Regions from separate parts of the Mus musculus genome. Here all the other regions are linked to region 1. A link is a contact called in public Hi-C data. All regions are on one chromosome and are shown on one strand. The core of a region is the stretch at or near the end of the contact, and the rest is flanking DNA. Distances in the headings are between cores, read along the strand shown. Region 1 overlaps Platr6 (a long non-coding RNA gene). Region 2 has its middle 60 kb from the start of Gm33892. Region 3 has its middle 23 kb from the start of Gm33892.

The links. Hi-C and Micro-C count contacts between places; a contact is called where the count stands out from the background.
Region 2: a contact with region 1 is called in a Hi-C map of the G1E-ER4 cell line, with 1.6 times the contacts expected there. The contact joins two enhancer-like sites. A contact is called at or near these places in 3 of 484 Hi-C or Micro-C datasets (the G1E-ER4 cell line, Th1 cells and nephron progenitors) and 2 of 115 datasets of contacts at active chromatin or transcription factors (embryonic stem cells and pancreatic cancer cells).
Region 3: a Hi-C map of the N1E-115 cell line shows a contact between it and region 1, with 1.6 times the contacts expected there. The contact joins two enhancer-like sites. A contact is called at or near these places in 1 of 484 Hi-C or Micro-C datasets (the N1E-115 cell line) and 4 of 115 datasets of contacts at active chromatin or transcription factors (cardiomyocytes, differentiating embryonic stem cells and embryonic stem cells).

The regions. Positions count from the first base shown.
Region 1 is chr10:21,838,195-21,840,765 of GRCm38.p6, reverse strand. All of the region lies in intron 3 of Platr6 (a long non-coding RNA gene), which reads left to right. Among named protein-coding and RNA genes, the nearest start is that of Platr6, 19 kb to the left of the region's middle. Within about 2 kb of position 1,290, at least 53 of the 459 cell types and tissues checked have an H3K27ac peak or open chromatin away from gene starts, as enhancers often do. A contact at or near this core is called in the G1E-ER4 cell line and the N1E-115 cell line, where this site is marked.
Region 2 is chr10:21,510,215-21,512,785 of GRCm38.p6, reverse strand. No RefSeq gene overlaps it. Among named protein-coding and RNA genes, the nearest start is that of Gm33892, 60 kb to the left of the region's middle. Within about 2 kb of position 1,270, at least 5 of the 459 cell types and tissues checked have an H3K27ac peak or open chromatin away from gene starts, as enhancers often do. A contact at or near this core is called in the G1E-ER4 cell line, where this site is marked.
Region 3 is chr10:21,546,855-21,549,425 of GRCm38.p6, reverse strand. No RefSeq gene overlaps it. Among named protein-coding and RNA genes, the nearest start is that of Gm33892, 23 kb to the left of the region's middle. Within about 2 kb of position 1,290, at least 6 of the 459 cell types and tissues checked have an H3K27ac peak or open chromatin away from gene starts, as enhancers often do. A contact at or near this core is called in the N1E-115 cell line, where this site is marked.

The DNA.
Region 1 (2,571 bases), core at 41-2,540:
TACAATTTGCTCTTTTTCTTTCCTTTCTTTTCTTTCTTTTTTCTTTTCTTTTCTTGTTTTTTGTTTGTTTTGTTTTGTTTTGACAAGGTTTCTCTGTGTAGAACTGATTGTCCTAGAACTCACTTTATAGACCAGGCTGGTCTTGAATTCAGAGATTCACTTGTCCAGATATCCCGAGTGCTGGGGTTAAAGCCTTGCACCACCACACTGAGCTTGATTTGATTTTTTTCCTAGTAAACCTTTTCCTCACTTTTGTGTCAAGCCTTGACCACAAGACATTCTTCTCCAAGCTACTGCCACATCCGTGTACTCGAATACACTAGCTGCCCTAACAAAGATCTTCAAACCTGGGGCCTGTGGAGTACAGACAATGTTCCTCAGGTATGGCAGCCAGACATTCAAGACATGGCTGAGCTTGGTAGAGAATGCCTGTAGTCCGGGTACTCAGGAGGCTGAGGCAGGAGGGTGAGGAATTCAGAGCAAGTTCAGGTTGTATGTATAGACATAAAAATAGTACAGATGCAGAAAGGAGTACTATTAGGGAAAGGAAAGAAAAAGAAAAGGGGAAAGGGAAAGGGAAAGGGAAAGGGAAAGGGAAAGGGAAAGGGAAAGGAAAAGGAAAAGGAAAAGGAAAAGGAAAAGGAAAAGGAAAAGGGAAAGGAAGGTGATGTGAGGGAGGGAAGAAGGGGGAAGGATAGTAATGATTGGATGAATACAGCCATAGGATGTAGTGTGCATGTGTGAAAATGTCTTGACACGGTAGCTCACCAGGCCAGTGTCCTGAAGCTTCATTAGTGCAGCTAGTGAAGGCTGTGACTCTTGGGGCTTCACCATGCTCTAGTAAGCAGTCCCATATCCAGAAGAACACAAAGAGCACACAAACTGGAGTTGATGGGTTACTGAAAAGTTTTTTAAAGGACACATGAAGTTGAGTGTATAGGGTAAGGATATAGGGGTGGATGTGGGTGGGGCTAAGGGGAGGAGCTGGATGAGAACATGGTTAAAATACACTGTGTGAAATTCTCAAACAATTAAGAAAAATAGAGATGAAGAAAATACCATACTGAACATTCATTGTTTCATTTAACCAATATACAGTAATAAAAAAGAAAACAAATTTTCAGCGTGTGGTGCAAACGTTATAATCTTGACGTCTCCTCAAAGTTTGACTACAGAGCAGTGTTAATCACAAGTACGCAGTTTACTAGAGAAAATGTGCACACCACACAAAGGTTTCTTTGTTCTGCTCCTTTGGAGTCTGCACTTGGTCGCTGCTCATCACTTATCTCCGCTTAAGGCATTGCGAATTGTCAACATCCATCCCAAATGACTCAACTGATAACAAACGGCAGGCTGGGAACTGTGTGATGACTCAGAGGAGAAGGTGGGGGTCCGTGAGGAGTAGGCTAGCGTGGTGTAGTTGGCATTGGTCGTTTCAGAGTGCAGAGTGGACTCCAGGCCCACAGGAAAAGTCTCCCGACTTGGTTATGTTTGATATCTACAAAGACCTGCTACATCAAACCAAAGCAAAAGCAACTGCCTTGAATCAGTGGCATGAAGAGCTGGCTTAGGCCAAATGAGCAAGGTCTGTTGGCTTTCAATTCTTGTCTAAAACACTCAGCACAAGAGAAGTCAGAGCCAGTGTCAATTAATTGTCTTGGTGAGGATTGGGGTGACCTAAGCATCCCCCTCCTGTTTTGACATCTGCTCCTTCGTGCTAAATTATCAGGAAGTGGTAAGGAGACTTTTTGTTTCCTTTTCTTTTGTTTTGTTAAATTAATAGCTGCCAGATCCTACCAATCTGCAGATTTAATAATCTAACCTGTCACTATTTTTAAATTCTCCCCATTTATTTGTGCCCTAGGTATAATTACAGATTCAGTAGCCGGGTACAGTAGAATACAGAGAAAATATGCACTACTACTCCGGGCTGTCTTTTTCTCCGTTCCAAAGCAGAGGCTAGTTCAGCTCTAGAAGAAACTGTGGGGTCCACTTGTCTACCTTCTTAGGATTTCAGCTCAGCAGGACGGTGGGCAGCTTCTTTGACCTTCTCTTCCTTCTCTCAGGTTCCTGACTTGGAACAGTTTGAGTAGGAAGAGCTCAATACCTGTTTTTCTCTCTCCACCCCTCTCCTTTCTCTCTGCCTGGCTTCATTGATCTCCCTTCTTTCTTCTTTGTTACATCTGCATCTCTGTCTCTAACTCCATCGTCACAGATCTTCCTTTCTGGAACCATCTCTTGAAGGATGTAATAAAGGACAGTCCTCTACCTGTCCTGAGAGTGACCCTTAGGACTTGCACTGAGTCTGGGCTGCCTCTTCAGGTGTAGGAGAATGGCCTTCTTTATCTCTGAGATGCTCTTAGCATTCATTTATCTCTTGGCTACCTCACAAACAACAGCTTCCTATGAGAACATCTTTACCACTGGAGGCTCGGCCACACTCTGGCCTATTCTATAATCTGGTCAGGAACTTTCAGTCTAGAGATGCTTCTCAGAGACCTGTTGAAATGTCTTGATTATCAATCTACATGTTTTTTAATGCTATCCAAAACTGCACTGGTTTGTATTATA
Region 2 (2,571 bases), core at 21-2,520, 330 kb after region 1:
TATGCAATAAAGCTTATCTCAGGGAGCACATTACTCATGGAAAAGTTCTAACGTGTTAACTTCGTGCGGATTTTATTCTCCATGTTATCTGAGCATCAGTATTTCGGCTGTGTGCTCAGATGCCAGGACAAAATGTGCAAGGCGAAGCGTTCTGATAACGGCAAGGAGACGTGGGCAGCACCTGACTGGGGCGGAATTTGGTTCAACTGCTAATATGATCCCAAATATATGCACAGAGTCGCTTTTTGCCCCCTGCAAGTCTACCAGAATGAAGAATGTATGTTTATTCAATACTCTCTGTGCCTCAGTTTCTCTACCCACCACCATCACTCAGGGGCTTCTCAGAAAATGATGCTGCAGAAAATACTCTTCACTGGTTTTGCATTTTTGTAGCATTCCACTCCCCAGAGTGTGATTGGCTTTTATATATTTATATAATAGCCAAAGGCCAAAATCACAGGCTAGTTTTGTTACATGTTTTCTCTGTCTCTTTATTTGAAACACTGTAAATATGAAACGTTTTCTCTCCCTCCAAAGTAAAACAGTTAAGAATGAAAATGAAAATTTAAATATTATCCAAATACATTTTGTTTGAAGACTGATACTTTGTTTTGATGGATCTTAGCAAGAGTCTAATTCATCCAATGTTTAAGGGAAAGTTTGCTCTGGCTGGTACCCAGTTCTGTAGTCATCCCCATCCCTTCCTCCTCTTCCTCGTTGTTATCACTGACCCTTTGTGATGCTGAGCACTTGATGGGTAGCTATGCTTCATCCTCAAAGCAGTAGTGCTCATAAACACACTTATTTTAAGGTGCGTGTGCGTCTGTGAGTGTGCACTCGTGTCCGTGTTTATAGTGTGTGCAGGAGCACGGGTACAGGGGTTACACACATGCCAGGGGCAGGGATTGAGTTCTGGTTCTTGAGCTTGCACGGTAAGCACCTTATCATGGGAGTCAGCCGTCTCCCCGGCCCCATAAACTGGTGCTTATTTAGATGCACAGCTACTTAGTCTGTGTACCTAGCTACAGGGACATGACTAGACTTTGAGTGGTGTCCAAGGGTGCAGGCTGCTGCCTCTAGTTTGTCAGCAGAGGGGAAGCTGTCCTCCGCTGGGTTCTGTAGCAGGCTAGTCTGCCCACTGGGCTTCACCGTGTGTTTCCATGAGATCAACAGCCTAGTAACAACCCCCTGGCTCTCAGCCTCCATCCCCGACATGCTTCAGCAACTGTGGGGGCAGTGTGCAGAATTCTAGAAGAAAGTGTCCTCAGATAAGCTTATCTTGAGTCCTTCAGTGGCCTCTCTGTGTGGCTCAGATTTGCGGACTGATCTTAGAGGAGCATTCATTTCTCCACTGGCCGATTTTTTTTCACCTTGCTCACTTTTTAGAAGAAAATTTAATTTTGCAGATAAGATGCTGTAATTCAGTCGAATCTAAGAGGTAACTGCATATGGCCAGAAGGTGCCAAAAGCAGTTTCTCCTGGCTCCTATCCTGCTGACCCTTTAATGAATGTTATACTGCCTGCTATCAGGAGCAGCTCAGTAACAAATTCCATAATTGGAGTTAAATTGCTTTAGCTTTGCTACAATTACTTGTTTTGTTGGGGAAGGAGTAGTCAAGTTGGGAGGTTTATTGGCTTCTCACAACCTTTTAAACCTTCAGGTACTGTTGATGAACTTTTGCTAGGTATAAGGTAGAAGTTAAAGAAAAATGTACTTTTTTCAAAAGCCAGATACTGGCACTCAAATTACCACCAATTTGTGTGTGTGTGTGTGTTTGTGTATGTTTGTGTATGTGTCTATGCATGTGTGTATGTGCATGTATGTGTGTTTGTGTGTATGCATGTGTGTATGTGTATGTATGGATGTATGTGTGTGTATGTGTGCATACATGTGTGTATGTGTGAGTGTATATGTGTGTATGTGTGAGTGTATGTGTGTATGCATGTGTGTGTGCATTTGTGTGTATGTATGTGTGTGTGGTGTTTGCAAGGCCTCAGTTAAAACAGAGTGCAGGAATAAGTAGGAGGAAGAGAAGGGGGAGAGGAAGGAGGGAAGAAAAGGAAACTTTTATATTCCAGAGATACTGATCAACTTTAAAACATCATCTTCTTAGTATCTGTGTGGACCATGGTGCGTGAGTGGGTTCTCTCACACTCCCCGAAGCCTCCGTTTGCCCACTCTGAAAAGCAGCGTCTGTAACTGGCACTTGGCATTATGTTTGAGAGGGTTTCATGACAATCTGATAAATGAAGGGGTCCAGCTAAGTACTTCATCTGCTGCCACGCAGCTGCTGTGTGCGGGTGCCCTGTGACGGCTAGAAAGCACGTCCGGAGGGTGATGGGGCTTCTGTCTGCTCCGAGCTCCCAGGCATCTTGCTCTGAAGTATTTTTGTGATTCTCTCCTGTGGAAGTTTGAAGACAATGAACTGAGAGCCTTAATCCCCTTAGAGATGCTAAAAATGGCGAGGCAGGGCAGCTTCCAAATGGTGACAAGGAAGAGACAGGCAGTGCCGGTTGGAGGAAACAGTCTCAGCACCATCCATCCGGATTGAAGCAGTTCTGATGATAAAT
Region 3 (2,571 bases), core at 41-2,540, 290 kb after region 1:
TTATAAAGCCCTGCTTTCGGCACCACATTTCCCCAGAGCACATGCATTTCTAGTGGCCAGCAACAGACCCAGATGCGCGTGCTACAGATTATACACGGCACCTCTTTCCAAGGCCGGCTTGCAAAGGCTAGCAATGGAGAAGGGTTTGGCCTTCATAAGGATGCCACAAGTAGTCTTCCATTTGGCAGGAAGTCGTTGGAACATACAGATGCTATTTTAAAGTCTATTCTAATCATTATCCTTTATATTTTCAGACACCAGTGTCCAGCACTATTGTCCAAAGGGCAGCAAAAATAAATCCAGAGACAGGAAGCCCAGCGCCCACTCACAGATAACTGTTGCAGCTTAAATCAAAATCAGAACCGGAAAGACAATGCATGAATGTGGGTCAGAGGGCAGCTGAGTGCAGCCTTTAGGGACGGCTTCACTGACATGACAGGGTTAAAACTACACTTGCTGTCTCCAGCACCCTAGATGCCAGGGTTGCAGGAGAAATAGATACTGATAAAGAGGCTGTGACTTGGCAGTTGGAAGGGTGGCTAAGAAGAGAGAGAGAGAGAGAGAGAGAGAGAGAGAGAGAGAGAGAGAGAGAGAGAGAGAGAGGATTCTCGAAATTCTCTTTCTTATCTAAAATAAAAGATTGCTTTAAAACTCTTATTACAATAATGGTGAGTGTTATGCCATCTACAACAGAGGAAAACTGGACTTGAATTAGCTGAAGCTGGTCCTTTCTTCTATCTGATAAGAAGGATCAGGCCATTTACTTGTTCCCTGGATACCCCAGGAGTCTGCAGGCATAGCATTCAAGTCTGATGGAGAGCGAGTAAGTTACAATTGAATGTGTGTCTTTCTTCTCTTAATCAAGGCCCCGTTTCCAGGGTATCAGCAGGTACCTAATACCCAAATTGAATATTTCATATCTTTCTGGTCCTTAGGCTTTGTCTGCTGCTGAGGTATGATCCAGCAGACACTACCACTGGGTCTGAGAAACAGACACTAAACCTGGTTTGCTCTGAAGTGGAGCAAAAACATCTCATTCTGAAAGCCAGTAACAATTCCTTAGAACTCTGAGAAGGAACTGTTAAGTCTACAATCTTTAGAATTTAATTTCCTGCTGCGGAAAGCAACAGGCCAGTTGTGTGAGACTCTTTTCTGTAAAGTAAAAATTAAAATCTGCCCTGCTTTAAATTAGACACGAACTATAAACGCCAACAAGAGAACAGGGTTAGAGTTCTGAAAGCCAAAGAACGGGTGGCGTGAACAAAGAACAAGGTGGTGGAGGATTGCCACGCAGGGCAGCAGGTTCACGGGTGATTGTTGTGTTATGAAAACGGAGAGTGAGTGCGTACGTGTTATACAAACCGTGGAATACCTGACATGATCTAAGGACTACATTTGATTCATTTCTAAAAGGCATCTCTCATTTAGGGTGAGTTGAATGGGAAACTTGAGGTCCTCTTCCCCCTGCAACAGGAGCGAGCACCGCCCAAGCTGGAATAAGCCGACTCTGCTTGATGACGTCATGGAACCATGGCCCTGGTGTGCTGAGCCACCCACTCTCCAGGACACGCTCTCCATCTGCCTCTGTTCTTAGCGCCCATGTCAATGAAGACAAACAACAACAAATCAAAAAGTAAAAACCCACTTCCGGACTGATGCTCAGGAAGTGTGGATGGGGTATCCACCCAGATGTGAGACACAGGTGAGTCAGATTAACCAAGAACTCCTGTAGTGAAGAACAAATCCTAGAGGACCCTATTCCAATCTCCACGTGATTCCGTGAAAGCAGCCGTTTGTTTTGCTGAGGGTTGTAACAAGCTAAAGGTACTATTTCAGAGAGGCAACTGATAAAATCCTGGCCAACTTCGCAGAGTGCTTTCTAGTGCCCCAATTAGAAAGAACAAATACGGCCTGTGTTTCAATCGGCAGACGCCGCTCCAAACACTTGTCTTCTACCGCAGCAGCTTCGCGTTCTGTGTGCTCCAAATGATGACAACAGCAACACTAACAATCTATAAAGGAACAATTATTGTGAGTTTTCTTTCTGCCTATAAAAAATTGGAAATCAGAAAACTATATAAAGATGATATGTAAAATATCCGCTATCCTCCAACAGAAAAAAAACCACAAACTTTCGTTAACTTCTGGTGTGGGCCATGTGTCCTTTTCTTAATAGATACATTATTTTTCTTATTTGACTATGCCTTCCTCCTCTTTCAGTATTTAGAACACATTGCTTTATATTCTTCTTGTTTTATTTTATTTAAAAAAAAAAACCCACATTTCCAGGATTCCATTTGTCATTTTTAGAAACATGCCTTCTAACAATTGCATTACAAGTTGTCATGTGGCTCTATCATTTATGTCCCTGGTATTGAACATTGGTGGTGTTCCCAGTACCAAGACATGATGTCATGTGACTCTGGTTGGATGTAATTCATTCTGCATGTCTATCATTTTCCTTTAGGGTAACCTAAGAAATAGAATCTCTGAATCGAAGGACAATGCTTTTAAGACTTTTAAGAAAGTAAATACACTAAATTGCTCTTCAGAAAATTGTATTTATCTTTA